Linked DNA regions of Gossypium hirsutum: region 1 is linked to region 2. Evidence: chromatin contacts called from public Hi-C data. All regions are on one chromosome and are shown on one strand. The core of a region is the stretch at or near the end of the contact, and the rest is flanking DNA. Distances in the headings are between cores, read along the strand shown. Region 1 holds the start of LOC107949828 (NAP1-related protein 1). Region 2 has its middle 15 kb from the start of LOC107949922.

Evidence for each region. Hi-C and Micro-C count contacts between places; a contact is called where the count stands out from the background.
Region 1: a contact with region 2 is called in a Hi-C map of leaf, with 2.0 times the contacts expected there. The contact joins the promoter of LOC107949828 here to the enhancer-like site in region 2. A contact is called at or near these places in 7 of 34 Hi-C or Micro-C datasets (anther, callus and leaf).

Annotation. Positions count from the first base shown.
Region 1 is chrD03:37,981,334-37,987,098 of Gossypium_hirsutum_v2.1, reverse strand. It overlaps LOC107949828 (NAP1-related protein 1), which reads right to left and starts at 3,792. Exons shown (of 11, transcript XM_016884600.2): 1 at 3,471-3,792; 2 at 2,774-2,896; 3 at 2,619-2,669; 4 at 2,377-2,448; 5 at 2,117-2,227; 6 at 1,964-2,025; 7 at 1,335-1,395; 8 at 1,192-1,248; 9 at 1,040-1,084. The coding sequence starts at 3,599.
Region 2 is chrD03:37,841,931-37,847,810 of Gossypium_hirsutum_v2.1, reverse strand. No RefSeq gene overlaps it. Among protein-coding and RNA genes, the nearest start is that of LOC107949922, 15 kb to the right of the region's middle. Within about 2 kb of position 4,285, at least 9 of the 9 cell types and tissues checked have an H3K27ac peak or open chromatin away from gene starts, as enhancers often do. A contact at or near this core is called in leaf, where this site is marked.

The DNA of each region.
Region 1 (5,765 bases), core at 2,543-5,042, 140 kb before region 2:
AATTTTACTAGTCTCATATATCTTCCCTTTATAAACAGAATAGACAATTAAACCATCAGCATCGGACAAATTTCAGAATTTCCAGAAGCAGCAACAAAATCCAAAAGAGCTATTACCTGAATTTTGACCTAGATGCAAGTACTCCCTAAGATTAAAGAGAAAAGACATATAATGCATCCTTAAATAACAAAACATCTTCATTATTAAAAATTCAACCTCATTCCCCCACTTTCCTTTATACCAGATTATGAACATCTCCATTCTGAAACCTGAATCTCTAATTTCGTCAATATGATACACTGACAACAACCATTCTTTCTCTACATGAAATGTTCTCCAAAAAATTACCTTAAGCATCTCAAATTATATTCTCAGACACCTATCACCTGCAATCTCAAAGTGCTTCTTCGTCCAATATAAGATTTAACCATGTTGAATTGGGTGGAGTTCTAGAGCTAAACTTGTCAGAGATAATCTAAAAGGCATTCGTATAGAACAAGATCCACATATCCACTCCCACTCATTTGATTATGGTTAACCCCTCGCTCCATATTGCTCTCTGAGGCATTCAAGTATACTTGGGCCAAAGCATAGAATACATTGTTTTGAGATACATAAATCACAAATCTCACTCCTCTCACTATCCAGTTTCAGAGGGCTTCTCCAGGATTAATATGGAAAGCATAGAAATCCTAACGTATTTACATAACCCAATAGGTTAAACAAGTAGGATTACAAGAATTTTAACAAAAAACAGCACCTTGTAGCATTACCTATATAAAGTAGGAATTCTCTGAGTTAATATAATGCATTATAAAAAAGAGGAATAGTAATTTACTGCATAACTTTATCATCTTCAATAACAAACTAACATATGATTAATAGAAGAACCATTTAATAGTTACGCCTATGAACAAGTAACCTCAAACCTACAACAGTGCATTTTTTACCTGAAAAGAAGAAACATACACAGTAAAAATGGCACTTGAAAGAAAATATTCAATTTCCCAAAGAAATGAAAAACAGAAAAAAAATATACCTCTACATCCCCCTCATCTCCGTCAAAATCCTCTTCATCAGCCTCCTGCATCAAGAAAGTTCCAATAACAATTAGCAAAGGGAAACAAAACATGATCACGAAAAACAGTACGTATAAAATATCATGAGAAGAAGAAAGAAAAAAGAGGTTACATTGTTGAAATAAGTGAGAGGATTGGGCCATAAATCCTCCTTGATAATCTCTGCTACCTGCAACATTCATCAAGTGAAAGCTTAGACCAGCTCTGTTACAGAATGAGTAAAATAAACTGACAGTACATGCACAGAGAATTTACCTCATCATGAATTTCATCCATGTCATCTTTTTGCTGAGCATCAGCAAACCAGGTAAAGAAGCTGCATTATATGTTAATAAAATTTAGCACAATACAGAACTGGTTTACAGTATGACTGAGAAATGAAGGATCAAATTCAAGTGGCATAAATCCATATGAACTTTAAAACATGTTATAAGAAATTTCAAATATATACATACATAGATATATAAATACATAGCAGTTATAAAAACACCACCAGTATTGTCAGAACCAGACTGGACCAGCCGGTTGAACCGGGAACCAGAGGTCCAACCAGTTCAACAGTGATATATAACCACAAATAGAGCAAACTGCTATGAACTGGTAAAAAACTGGGAACCATGACTGGAAAAAGGCGGTCCAATCAGTTGTGAATTTTTTTATCCTTTTATTATTTATTTAACTATTGCTCAACCGGTGGTTCGATTGGTTGAACTAGGAACCGGCAGTCTGACTAGTTCGACCACCAATCCAACTCTTATAACACTGCACACCACACAAAGTGACTGCATTTCACAGCATGGAGATATTAATAAACTGATCTCAGGTCTAATGTTACTCAAGTCCTAAGCCTGAGAAAAATTGATTGACGGGTATAATAAACAAACCTTTCTTCAGCAAGTTGTCGCTTGTTTCCTTTCTTCTCATGATTAACTCCATTTGGCAAGCCCTTAACATTTAAGGAAAATAATTTCATTTGATATCCAAGGAAAACAGGAAACAAGAAGCAGAATAGTCATCAAAAGAGGAGAAACTCTGACCTTGCCCTCTTTCCACTTGATTGGGGTAGCGGTAATTTTGGTTCCATCATCGAGGAAGGTAAAGGTCTTCGTAAGTGTTGTATTTTCAAAGTATGGATTGGAATTGAAGTTCTGAAAAATTAAAGCCAGTCAACAAATCATCAGATACATTAGAGCATGAATTATGTTTCTTCTAACAGTAGTTGAGTGCAAGCAAATGAAATTAAGATCAACTTCAATCACCAAAAATAAGGTAAGAATAGGAATATGGATAAACTTACAAATGTGATAGTGTATCCAGATTTCAGATCTTTAAAATCCTCCACTTCAAGTGAGTTAATATATTTGAATATCTATCAAGAAAATAATTGAAAAGAAGAAGATTTATAAATAAGAAAGAATTCACAAAATGCAGGCAAACATCAAGAAACATCTATAAGAAAAATAAAATCAAAAATCAATGTTGGAAAGTAAAATAAGTAAAAAATGATAATTTCACTTTGGGAAAGAAGTGACTTTAAACCTTCTGGTCCTCTTCAGTCAAAAGATCACCAAGAGCAGGATGGCTCAAGAACTGCACATGAAAAATGCAAGTCAATTTAATATGTTCTTCTGAATATGTAAACAAATTTAACAAATTGTCTACCTCATTAAAAAGGAAAGAATAGAATCACTTACAGCTGTTAACCAGAAATCAGGAATTGAATTGATGATTTCATTCCGCTTATCATAGACCGGCTTGCGAACCTCATTGTATTTCTGCTCCACTTCCAAGACTTTCTCGCTTGCCTCTTCATTGATCTACAACCAAAAAATAATAAACAGGACCGAAAAACTTAAAATCAGAAACACCATATGTGACAATTTACCACTTCATCAGCACGCTCCTAAGCAAAGCATAGCCACATTAAATCACCTGCTCCACAATAAGGCATGATAATCCGAAGTAACTTCACACACGAAAAAAATCGTGCTTAACAAAGCTAGGGGACACTTAGATACAAGGAAGAAAACATTAAAGGACTCAATCATACTACATAGAAGATCAGATACAGGAATCAGCAATCAACATTAAATCACCTTCTCCGCGATAAGACATAATAATCTAAAGTGACTACCAAATAAATATACATATAAAACATTTATGGCATTGACCCACAATTGAAATTACAGCAAATTCAATACTTTGACATTTAAAACAACATTCAATTAACATTATACCATAAAAAAACAAAGGGAAATCCAAATTTTTATTAAAAAAGTTCTAAATTTTGCTAATTTTCCAGCACATACACCTTAAACAAGCGAGAAAGAAAAAGAAAAGAAAATCAGCGTGTATTATAAATGAAAAAGCGGCATGTAGATAAAAATGAACCTTCTCAAGCTCATCTTGGATCTCTTGAAGCTTCTCGATGGAAATGACGAGGTCTCCATCTATTTGTTCATGGTTCTCTTCCTCTACTTTCTCTGCTACTTTCATCTTCTTTCCTTTGTCGGCCACCATTTTCTAAACCCTAGAGAAGCAATATAATAAAACCCTACTACTAAAAATTTCTGCCTCTTCTCTCTCACTTTGGCTCCCGTTCTCTCTAAAACCCTAGTTTTTGTGTTTTCCCTCTGATATCCACGGGGGACAAAAGTGACTGAGAGAGAGAAAGAGGGGAGAATGTTAGGGTTTTGGGAGTTTATATCCGCTCAGTTGGGATATTTTTGGGTATTTACAAATGAATCAATCATAAGCTGAAACGTGGCCGTTATGGGGTATTAAGGTCATTTAGTTTTGAGAAATTGAGAGTAGTATCTGATATTCGGATATGGAATCTTCTCGGTGCCTTGCCGTAGTGTCCATAAGGTTGGTTGGCTTACATTAGAAACCTTGATATCTTTGTATAAATATAAAAAAACTAAAACCACTCCAATTTTTCTTTTAATTCTTTATATTTCATTATCCATCCTGATTCAAATACTAATATGATTAAAAAATTATATAAATATATTTCCATAATTATAATCAATTATGACAATGTCTTTACGTAATTAAAATAAATTATATTATCTAAAATTAATTAAAAAATTACTTCTAGTCAAATTTGAACCCTACTATTTAGGTTACTAAACATTAATCTTACCCCTAAACAATTTTAATGTAATTTTTTTCATTTAAATTATACTTTGCATGTCTTATTACCTCCATCAATTATATACCTGTACTTATTATTTAATCCCCTGACTAAATTAGTATCATGAATCAATCGAGCACCAACTCAATTAAGAAAATTATGAAAATGACCTTTTATAATTAAAATAAGTTAGAGATAAATATCAAAATTATATATGAATTTTGATCCAATGTGCAATTTCATATATTAGCTTTGATTTTGTGTGACTTTATACAAGAAAATTTTATTTGATTTAATTTTCATAAATCACTAACAATGCTATCGAATTACCACCATTTGATGTTTGATATATGGCATGTACAAACAATTATATTAATCCAACATAAAAATAAATGTGCACTGTAATACCCCCTACCCGTATTCATCGCTGAAATGGGGTATGAGGCATTACTAGATTTTATCATTTTTTTTTTGAATTCAATATAACCCCTTTACAAGTATTTAATCTTCCCTGCAATTTTAAACCGAGACCAATCCAACACAACCAATCCATTTCAACATATTTTCAAGACAGATTTAACATATTCATAAGATAACCTCATCACAAACCAAAACCAAAATTTGTTAGCCATACCAATGGCTAACCATACATTCATTTTACATTAACATTTACTTTACTAGCTTATACATGTCATTGATTTCCAAAATAAAGTTTCTTTATATACCGAGATCTTGAGGTTGATAGTGTGATGCGTCTCCGACCAAATCCGACTTCCGAGCTCTTAACACTACAAAACAGGGGAAAAGGAAACAGGGTAAGCACTTTGTGCTTAGTAAGTTCATGTAATAAGAATTATACTTACTTAATATTTTCAATACAATGCAATGAACATTCATACACTCATTCCATACATTTTTCCCTTATCATGCACAAACTCAACATTCAAATTTGTCCAATAATTTCCATGTATCAATAATTTATACCATGATTGATGAGCTCATCAATACCATGATTTCCATTCCCTTGTTATTTTTCCATATTTATCCAGCTGAACTACTTGGAATTTCGATGGATTTTCAGGGGTACACTTTAGTGTACAAATCCAGGTCCGTCAATTCATATTTTATGTGCGCACATTTCCATTTCAGAGAGCACACTCCCGCGAACCTCATCCTTACAGCGGGATTACCAGTCCAGGCTAAATCCCCTGTAATATAAACTCATAGAGTATTATCGGGATTACTAGTCCAGGCTAAATCCCCTGCAATGGCAATTACTCTAATGAGCTTGGATCTGAATTACCAATCTAGGCTAAATTCAAACCCTAACTCGGATTACCCGTCCAGGCTTAATTCATTTTCCACATATTCTTCGGGAGGGCTATATCAGGATACGATCACCCGTCCGGGCTAGATCCTTTTTACCGTTAATTCCTTTTCAGAGATCCATCGAATTTTCCTTCCATTCAACCGGGATTTCTTCCCCTTTTTATCAAATATATCAGTGTTTCATCAATTTTCATATAATGAACATTCAAATCATATTCACA
Region 2 (5,880 bases), core at 3,036-5,535:
AAGTTATGTGTAATTTTATAAGAGCTTACTAAAGCACTCGTTACTTATGTAGTTATTTTCTTTTATTTTATAGATTATCGGAAGCTCGATTGGTTGGAAGATCGTCAGAGACCTATCACACTATCCAACAACTAATTCTTTTAGATTTTATGTATTTTGGCCAAGGTTAATAATGTTATGTATAGGATGTTTTATTAGGTGATTTGGTATGTTTATGCTTTGAAGATTATGTTTGGTTGATGGACTTGTAATGCTTGTTAAGTTAGGTCATTTTGACCATCTTTAGGTAATTGAAATGCATGGACTTTGGTAAGTTTGTAATGGCTTGATAATGGTTATCTTTTGATATGATTTGGGAGGTAAATGAACTAGGTTATAATGCTTGAAATATGACAATGTTGGCTTGTTTTGGTAAATAATGTTTTGATGCTATTGTGGTGTCTTTGAATGACATATTGGTTAGGTGATTTAGGATGATTGAAATGGCATGTTTACATATGTTTGAATGGTGTTTGGACCACTTGAATGTGTGCCTAAATGGTTTGAATGATTAGGTATGAATTGGACTTGTAATGACTTGAGGTAAATTTTGGGTTCATCTGAAAGTTTCTTAGTGATTCAACTTAGTAAGTTACACGGCCTAGCACACAGCCTGGTACACGGGCATGTAAAGCAACTCAGTGAGTTTCACAAGTGAGAAACTGGGACAAGGCTGCGTGTCCCATGTTCGAATGTTACACAGCCTGGGGTGATGTCACACAGCCGTGTGACCCCTGTTTTCCAATTTTTACAACTTGTTCTTAAACTTTCTATTTTGTTTAAAATCAGCCTCGAATTGCTTCTGAGCTAATTTTTTTAATGCCTTGAAGGCTCGATTTAGGGACAAGATGCATGTGATTGAATGGATTATAATATGTTTAATTTATTTAAATATTAAGATGTTAAATGTTTTCAATTGTTCGGTAATGCTCTGTAACCCTAATCTGGCGACGGAGACGGCTTAGGAGTGTTACAGCAAGAGTAACTCCCTTTGCCAAAGAAAGAAATTTAGCATTCCATCCATCCAGTTTCCTCCGAACCTTATCAATCACAAATTTGAAAGTACTAGTTGTCACTTGTTGATGGAACAAAGGCATGCCCAAATAAGTTTCCAAGTCATATATTGCTTTAAACCTAAAAGCACTGCAGATCTCAGTAGCATCATTGAAGTCAACATTTTTGGAAAAAAAACATGTGTTTTTCTAGCGTTAACCTTATGTCCCGATGCCAAACCAAAAATTTCCAAAATTTCCCTAATCGTCCTTACTTGATCCACATTTGCTTCAAAAAATAAGAAAAGGTCATCAACAAAAAAGAGGTGTGAAATTTTTGGTTCATTCTTCCCTAATGCAATAGGCCTCCAAGTCTTATCATCCACGCCTTTATGGATAAAATGTCCCAACCTTTCCATACGGACAGCCTTGACGTATACCACTCAATGGACAGAATACGTTGGAAAGATTACTATGCCACACAATCTTCATAAAGACAAAAAACAAGAATTCTATGAAAACTTTCACCAAAAGTATTGGAAAACCAACATCCAACAAAGTATCTTCAATAAAATCCCATCGGATTCGATCATATGCCTTTTCTAGTCTACTTTTATAGCCATCTAGCCTTTTTTTTCCTTTCTTGATGTGTATCGAATGCACTATTTCTTGAGCCACAATTATGTTATCTGTAATATGTCTTCCAACGATAAAGCTCACTTGATTCTATGTAATAAGTGAGCGAAAAATAGGCTTGAATCAGTTAGCAATAGTCTTTGTCACGATATTAAATAAGACTTCATAGAGACTTATTGGGCGAAAGTGGGAAATGGACTTAGGACTTTGGCTTTTTGGAATAAGAACCGAAAGAGTACTGTTAATACTTCGATCAATAGGTTGGCCTGAGAACACACCATAGACCCAATTGTACACATCCTGTCTTACTGTCTCCCATTGGTTCTGATAGAACAAGGTATAAAGACCATCAGGTCCTAGAGCCTTCAAAGGCCGCATGTTAAACACACGTTTCAAATCTCCTCTACTATAACTTCTCTAGTTAGGGACTCCATATCATGTAAATTGACGCGAGGGAAGAAACCATGTAGAGGAAACAGAGTCTGGTTTTGGTCAGACAAAGAATACAACAATGAGAAAAAACTAACAACTTCTATTTGAAGTTCTTTATCATCATAGCACTAAACACCACCGATCTTCAAAGTAGAGATCTTGTTAAACTTACACTTAGAGAGAGTTTTGTTTTGAAAAAGCTTTGTGTTTCTGTCCCCTTGTTGAATTCAATCTACCCGAGAATTTTGCATCCAAAGTAACTTTTCCTCATCAAGCACTTTTTCAAATTCGAAACACAGATCCATTTCAAGATCCAAATGAAACTTCGAGCACTTATGATCCAAGGTAGCTTGGACACTTTCAATACGACGAGCCAGTGAGCGCTTCCTTGTAGCAATATGCCTATACACTCCTTTATTCCTTTTTTTAAGATCTGATTGGTTAGCATATCTAAACTAGTTTTCCACCTATCCCAAATAAGATGCGAAAATGAAGAGTGTTGGATCCAAGAAGCCAAAAAACAGAATGGCCTGTTGTACCAAATCTGTCTAGTCGACTGTGAAGAAATCAAAATGGGTCAATGATCCAATTTTAGCCAGGGGAAGGTGAAACTGAACAGCGTCTGGGAAAGAATAGAACCGTTCACTATTCCCAATCACCCTGTCCAACCTTTCAAAAACTACACCTCTTCGCTAAGTAAATTTCGGTCCTTGAAAACCAAGGTCCCGTAATCCATTATCTTGAATGAATTTCTGAAACAACTTACAACCTAAGATTGTTGGCCGACCCCTTCTCTTCTAATCCGGAAATAAAAATGAGTTGAAATCCCCTAACAACACCCAAGGGTCCTTAATCGAATGAGCCAAATGATCCAACCGCTCCCAAAGAAAACTACGTAATCGCTTGTCTGGGCTACCATAAACAAATGGCACAAACAACTTCTTAAAAACCAAGTTCTTCTTGATGTAGAAATGGACGAACTGTGGATCATTATTAATAACATGAACCTGAGCACTCTTTTTCCAACAGACCCACAAACCTCCGAATAATCCTCGAGCTTTAATTATGTGCGAACAATCAAACCCAAGCTTGGAAATAATTATCAGCCTTAAGACCACTAATTCTAGACTCAAGAAAAGATGCAACCTCAAAATCATAATCATCCAAATAACTTCTAACTACTCTGAAAAATTTAGGACTAGCTCCCCCTTGACAGTTTCACACGAAAACATTCGGTAACATCATAATCAAAAAGAGATAAGAAGACCAAACCGTTTCAAATAGAAGAAGCATCAATTGCATTAACCTCTGATAGCCCTCCATTCGCAGAATAAGGTTCATTATTTGACTTATCAATCCCGATGTTTTCTGCAATTTTGGACATCGCATCAGGATCCTAGACTTCAAATCTATTACCCTTAACCTTAAGTAAATTGATATTGGGTGGTTTCCTCAACTTTTTAGAACCCCCCTTCTTCATTGACTTGGGATTGTATTTAGCAACAACTAGGGAAGAAGTAGATTTGGCGTTGCATCAGACATGATATTCGGGTCAAAATTCTCCACGAATGAGACCACTGAGTGGAAAGCAGCATCCAACAAAGTTTTCGGAACCCTTTTCACCATAGAAATGTGCTTTCCCCTCACTAACATGTTATTGAAATTTTGGGAAGTCACTTGAGCAGATAGGGTTTTATCTATGCTTAGGTTAGATGAACTTAGGCCAACATGTATAAGAGATAAATCACCAACCAGATCCTCAGATTTATTGCCACCTTTAGAAGAGCTTCCCATTATAATATTGGGCCTGTTAGATTTCTTTATTGGATCCATAAAATTATGGATCAATACATCCTTGGGCCTAGAGTCCCCTTGTTCTTTATCAACCATCATAAAACAAACCTCCTCATCAACTCCCAGTGGGTTGTCATAAATAGAAATCCCTTTGCCCTTAACATTAGCTGATTTTGTATGATCTGTAGCTTGATTTTCAACGGAATTTTTATTCTGAAATTCGTGCAGCACATTAAAGCGTGATCCTTGAAAACCCACCTGTTCCTTTGTCCCATCTCCGGTGGTAGACTTTCTACTAGGTTACGGCTCCGACGAATCACCAACTTCCACTCACCAAACGCCTCCATTTCAACCTGTTTATCAATCTTTTTTCAAGCATCAACCTCCACACTATGAACAGCAACACCTCTCACCGCACTCAGCATAACACCACCCTCCTCCATCGGCCTATTGTGCTTAACCTACGTAAAACAGTTTTCCTTCATATGGTCATAATTCCCACAAGCGAAGCAAACATTAGGAAGAGATTCATACCCCACTCGTTGCACACAACCATCTATTTTAATCTTAGAAACAAGGGGTTTGTTCAAATCCAATAAAATAGCCATGCGAACAAACGTCCATACTGAGCCTTCCCTGTATTATTATCTTAGTTTGATAACACGGCCAATCAATTCTTCGATGGTCTTGATAACATTTCTTCTATACATGAATTCAAGAATCCCAGGGAGTCGAATCCAAGCAACCACACTAGCCGGGAAAGGTTGGGAAGTAGAAAAATTCTCCGACCAAGGTTAAACTGTTAAATATTGCCCATACACAACCTAAGGTCCTTCAGTAGTGCTCTAACATAATCTGCTTTAAATTGGAACTTAACCAAATAATAATAATTTTCTAAATCCATGACACTAATAGGTGTTGACGACTTCCACAGACTATAAATCCTGCTGGTAAGTGCATGATAACCAATCTTTCTTCCAAGCAATTTGACAAGTGACAACTATTGCCCGAGACATGCTCTTATATAAAAGATGATGAACTCGATCAGAAAATCTAACCGATAGCAAATTATCTTTCGTCCCAACAGACACATCCATCCTCTAACAATTGCAAATCATCATCATCTTCCTCTTGTGGTCTCCGATTCGCCAAATCCACAGATTCTACCAACATATCCTTGAAGGACCTACGCCCAACCATATTCATGTCAATCCTCAAGGGATTTCCATTACTGTCCACCCCCATCAACTGATCTTCATGAACAGACTAATCATTCCGAAAGCGAACTTTTTTGGCGGCTTTCTCCTCCACCATGGACAGCGGGAGAGGGGCTGAGATCAAGTCGTTTTCCATCTCCTTTTATCTTTCACTGAATTTAAGTTTTATTATTTTAGGGTACTTAAATTCTTTTTATTTTAACAAAATTAATAAAAATATGTATACAATGGGATTTGAACTCACACCAATTTAATTAATAAAATCTTAAATTTACCTCTCAACCAAAGTTTTATTTTAATTTTTTTATGTATTTTTATTTTAATGTACACAACTTATGTGTTTAAATTTCGTCTCGCTCTCATTTTAATCTAATATTTTCCAATTTAATATGGTACACATTTTATTTATTATTATTAATTAGTTTCAAACTATATGTTTTATTATTTATTATATGTTATTTTCAAGCAAATCACTATATTCCAAATACGTAACTTTCACATGCATACGCGAGTAATAAAATTTTTAATATTTATTTTTATTATAAATTATATTTAAACTGGTGTATCACTTTTTAAAATAATTTTTAATATATTAGTAATTAAGAATTATATATTTATTTATATTATAACATATAATTTATTTTAATTATTTCAAACTAAATTGCAAAATATATAAGGTGATGGGGCAGGTATTGGGTCCCAGCTGCTGTTCAATGCCCAAAGTATTGTACATATTATCACTGACAAACAGGTGAATCATTTTCATTCTC